Linked DNA regions of Bombyx mori: region 1 is linked to region 2. The links are chromatin contacts, called in public Hi-C maps. All regions are on one chromosome and are shown on one strand. The core of a region is the stretch at or near the end of the contact, and the rest is flanking DNA. Distances in the headings are between cores, read along the strand shown. Region 1 overlaps E75 (nuclear hormone receptor E75). Region 2 overlaps LOC134199507 (a long non-coding RNA gene).

Region 1 (2,700 bases), core at 34-2,533, 110 kb before region 2:
CAATCTTGAGAAACATTCAATAGAGTTCATTAAAATTTCTTCTGTATTAATTATTCACAGACTCATTAAAGCAATACACAATATACGTGATGCTTGTAAAATTTATTGAATAAAAAGTATACTAAGTAGTAGTATGTATTGCAATAATTTATATGTAATTAATTATCTATGAAATAAAACTAAGAATGGATCAACCAGCTAGAGTTAATTCTTTAAGATGCTTTATATAATATTTTTGTTCCTAAATTTGGAGTGAATAGGCCATCATTATTTTACCAAGTAATCTCTATAGGTGGCTGAACTTATAAATAGAAACGAGCCTAGTTTCGTGTAAGCATCTGCGGGCTGGGTGATCGTAGGGTGGCGGGCGCGGTGTTGGCCGTGAACTCTGCTAACCCCCACGGCATGCCCACTTGTAACAATAATAAAATATTGGCCTGCCCATAACAATGCCTATTATAACAATACCTTATATGTATCATCGGCCTGACTAGCCATTTGTGTAAAGATTGCATTTTTTTTTAAATATTGTTACGTTGTATACAGTAATCGTTATTAGACAAAAAGCTATGAAATTCTAAATGACATGGACAGTGTAATATTTGTCTTTGGTAGCACCGGGTATTTTTGGTCTGAATTACTATTCACCACCGGGTGTGGGGTTGCCCATTGACGTCATCGGAGCGCATGCGCGGTCCTCTCGCGTACTCTGCTGCGACCTACAACCATAATTTCGCGCCAAACCGACTTTAGCCGTTCGCCGGTTATAACCTAGCTTTGGGAAATCCAGTGTTTGAACTTAGCAAAAATGGAAGGCAATAGAGAACAAATACCTTTTACGGCTGAATTCAAAGGTGAGTCAGAGAGACAATATATTTTTTTAGTCTTGAACTTGACTTGTGTGTGTGGGTCAATGAACTTACCTACCTATGTATATTATGATTATGAGACCAAGATATACCACGAAATTTGTTTACGTGATTTGAAAGTTTGAATTAGGATAACATGATCTGCTTTAACTTTTACAGTACAATTTAAGAAAATTCAATCGTTCTGATAAAACAATATTAAATCATCGTGTTGTTTTTTTTTTAAATTTACTAACATTATTAAGACAATTATTGAATTGGAATAGCTTTGCAATAGCTTTGAAAACTGCAATATCGATTATTTTAATTTGTTTAGGGTTGTCGCGACGGGGTTAAACCCTAGGTCTCACTCAGCAAAGGGGTCGCTCGGTGACTCAGCTACATTCAGACCGGAACACCGGCTGTTATTACCGCACCAGTGCAGGGTGCACTACACACGGTCACCCCGCTTCGTCGCACACAATTCCGCCACTTGTATTTATATCCGTTCCAATTTTACTGTCGATGCATCCATTTAAAAAATGACATGGTTTATAATTTATTTGAACTTAATACTTCTTTTGATGTAACTGTTCGATTATCGATATTATAATTATTTTTATCATTGCATCGCTTTCATTCGCGAGTTGTATTCTAGTTTAGTGAAAGTTGAAAGCTCGTGTGCCTTAGGGTGCCTTGGGGCATTTCATTTCAAACAAATCAAAAAGTATTCACCGTTTGCCGTAAAATAAGGCATCTTTCTAAACAAAACGTTTTCTATGAGAAGCAAACTTCTTCATAAATCAGTGTTATCCAAAATGCTTCCTTTCTGTGAGCGAACATGCGTTGAAATCTCGGCCTATGAATATCGTTTTGAATTCATTTTTCCATGAATAGAGAGATACGTCGACGCCCTAGACTATACCGTACCTAAGGAAAAATAGGTGTGTGTTTGAGTGTGCGTCGAGTACGCGTCTCTATGAGGTACTTAGAGAGTGCATCGCTCCCGGGCGCCGGTGTCGTCGCACTGCATATAGGCCAGTGCACGCGAATGCCCCCACTCCCCCCGCTGCACTTAGCAATTTTCCATTTCCATCGTATCACGAATCGGTCAATTCTAGCAGCAGTTGAATCAAGCTGATGTCGTAACGCGGCGAAATTTCTCAGGCCTTTCTCTGCCCGCATTCGTCACAGTCATTGTAACTGAAGGGCTTCTTATAAAACTATCGAATCGACAGTATACGTTTTAAAAAAATTATATAACGTGCCTTTAAATACGGTTGTCTGACTTTATACTGCAGAACTTAGAACTAGCAATACCGAATTTATAAATTTAACAAACTTTTTTCGATTATCATGATTGATTGTTACCATCTTAACGAATGTGTGATGACCTCTGTTGTAAGGTTACGTCATCTATTAATTAATTGTTGTTCGTAACGTAAGTAAATTGTTTTACGTAGCAGGCTTGGATTATCGATACTTAGAAGAATGCCTACGCGCCTTGTTAACATTGAGTTCGAAGCGCTCGTTGTGCCAGCAACGTAAAGTGTCGTAACACAGGCGTTTGAATGCGAGTTACGACCTCTCGTGTTTGAGGAAACAGATGTAGTTACAAGTTCCCTGGGTCGTTGCCCGCCCGCCCGTCCATTTTGTGTGATCCCCCTTTTTTTTTTTATCAAATTGCCGCGAAAACGTTCGGTACAATTTAGTAGTAACTATTTATTCTTTTGTTTTTCATTTACATTGAGGTTAGTTTGTTTAGTATTTTGAGTTATTTCTGTAATAAATTATAATGCTTAGTATTACTTATTTTTTTTATTATAAAAATAATTCTGTACTTAGTATCATA
Region 2 (2,700 bases), core at 195-2,694:
GTGAAAAAGGCCATATAAAACCTTTTACGGGGTCTATTCTGATATTACATAGTAATACACAATTTTTAATACAATTTTTTTCCTTACTCCATTACCTCTAAAAGGTCGCTCGTATTATGTTAACCATTTTGATCTTTTAGTTTTTAAATACTTTTTACAATAGTAGAGTTGTTCTTATTATTTCTTGCTGTGATTTTCTTTAATAAATGAGAATAATTTTTTTAACAAGATTTACATCATAATCGGCTAAATATCAGAAGATACGGTTAAGCATGAGACCCGCCTTCCTCGACCTACTTTCTGATCAAACCGCCCATATCTGTAGTATATTCACCATGATAGCCTACCTAAATTACCCCCAATACTTATCTCAATCTCCGCATAAATTCGGTGGGACTTTGCGAATTGCGAATCAATCATGCGTTTAAGGCTTTCTCCTTAAGTATGAAATTGGGCAGCGGGATTTACTTAGCTCTGGCATAATGGACTAGTTATTAGTGCTAAGTAATATCAGAACGCAACCTCGTCTACCATCATACCATAATAATTAAATAAACAAAATATCAATATGGGTGCACATTTCTAAATTTAGTTTACAATCATAAAATTAACGATGCTACATTTACCCTATCAGCGTTTATTATTATAAATAAAACATTATTTAAATTCGAACGTTAATTATATTTGTAGTTTCCGAGGTAAATACGTATGGATTGAGGTCACATAATATATCCTGGTGTTTATTGTGTAGTTTTTAAAAATGTGAAATGACTTTTAGGCGTTTGAGTGCTCCACGAGGCAACGTCGACACAGCTGTCGAAAGTAACAACTTTCTAGGTCATCTTCACCATCACACTAATCACGGATTTTATAACACACACCTTTCCTAATACCTACCAATTTTTTTTTGATCTAGGAACAAAATTATTATGAACTTATAATTTGAGCCTTTGTGCGAAAAATAAAAATAGTAAAAAAAAATCTAGATAATCTCAAGATTATTATTGGTTAGTATAGCTTCTGTATAGGAAGTAATTTATCTCAGTGTAGTTAATTATAAATAATCGAACATATTATTTTATTTTGTCTTCAATTACCAGGAACACGAAAAAAAAAACTCGAAACTAACGTGAAATTAATCCACAAATGTTTTATACATATGCCCCAATTCTCATTAAAACCTAAGAAAATGCATCAAGATCAAAAAATATTAATAGTTAATCAAACAATCTAGATGAAACGGAACTTAGTGTCCAATTTTAACAATATTTTTATACAAAAACAGATACAGCTTTCTACTAGCAGGTCAAACACGAAGAGATCGTAGAGTGGAAAAGGTGAAATTTAACGGAGCGAGAAATCGACGGGATGCGGTGTTTATTGTAACGAGCGCGCGATCGGGCGTGCGGCGCGGCGGCGGCGTGCGCGCTAGAGAAACCGAAAGTAATGGCGTCGTATTCAACCCACTTTCACTGTTGCGGTGCGCGAGCGCGAGCGCAGCTGACACCCGCTTGGCCCTTATTTGCCTTTGATTAACCTGCAAACGCATTAAACGATACGTCCTTATTACGTTTCTTATAATGAAACTTTGTTGCAGTTTCAGTTAAATTATTATAGTGGTGAACGAAAATGAAGCGTCAAGCCAAATCACTGGTGGTAGGACCTCTTGGGAGTCCGCACGGGTAGGTACGCCTATTTCTGCTGTGAAGCAGTAATGCGCTTCGGTTCGAAGGGTGGGGTAGCCGTTGTAACTTTTTTTTTTTTTTTTTTTTTTTTTATTGCTTAGATGTGTGGACGAGCTCACAGCCCACCTGGTGCTAAGTGGTTACTGGAGCCCATAGACATCTACAACGTAAATGCGCCACACACCTTGAGATATAGTTCTAAGGTCTCAGTATAGTCACAACGGCTGCCCCACCCTTCAAACCGAAACGCATTACTGCTTCACGGCAGAAATAGGCGGGGCGGTGGTACCTACCCGTGCGGACTCACAAGAGGTCCTACCACCAGTAATTACGCAAATTATAATTTTGCGGGTTTGATTTTTATTGCACGATGTTATTCCTTCACCGTGGAAGTCAATCGTGAACATTTGTTGAGTACGTATTTCATTAGAAAAATTGGTACCCGCCAGCGAGATTCGAACACCAGTGCATCGCTATATACGAATGCACCGGACGTCTTATCCTTTAGGCCACGACGACTTTAAACTATACTAATAAGACCTTAGAACTTATATCTCAAGGTGGGTGGCGGCATTTACGTTGTAGATGTCTATGGGCTCCAGTAACCACTTAACACCAGGTGGACTGTGAGCTCGTCCACCCATCTAAGCAATAAAAAAAACAAAAATAAAAATCTATATTAAAACAAAATTTTAGTATCAGTAGAAAACGCATTCATCTATATATTAATACGTGAAGCAAAAACTTTGTATCCCTTTTTACGAAAATTGCACGGACGGACGAGTATGAAATTTTCCAGACTTATAGAGAAGAAGTGCACAACGCTAATATTTTTTTTAAATAATGCATAAAATATACATTAAATCAATAAAGAAAACATTACACACATTACATACCATGTATTTGACGCACACATGCATGCATAGTATTTATTGTCAAACTTTTGTTCTTGACGTCTGTGGTCAAATTGAGAATAGATTAAAATTTAATATTGTTTGTCTTTGTTAATATTTTT

The links. Hi-C and Micro-C count contacts between places; a contact is called where the count stands out from the background.
Region 1: a Hi-C map of midgut shows a contact between it and region 2, with 2.2 times the contacts expected there. The contact joins two enhancer-like sites. A contact is called at or near these places in 3 of 7 Hi-C or Micro-C datasets (midgut, posterior silk gland and whole pupa).

What each region holds. Positions count from the first base shown.
Region 1 is chr10:7,888,239-7,890,938 of ASM3026992v2, reverse strand. All of the region lies in intron 1 of E75 (nuclear hormone receptor E75), which reads left to right. Among protein-coding and RNA genes, the nearest start is that of LOC134199506, 51 kb to the right of the region's middle. Within about 2 kb of position 1,283, at least 8 of the 8 cell types and tissues checked have open chromatin away from gene starts, as enhancers often do.
Region 2 is chr10:7,774,890-7,777,589 of ASM3026992v2, reverse strand. LOC134199507 (a long non-coding RNA gene) reads left to right here. Exons shown (of 3, transcript XR_009974019.1): 3 at 1,306-1,747. Among protein-coding and RNA genes, the nearest start is that of LOC134199507, 6.2 kb to the left of the region's middle. Within about 2 kb of position 1,444, at least 3 of the 8 cell types and tissues checked have open chromatin away from gene starts, as enhancers often do.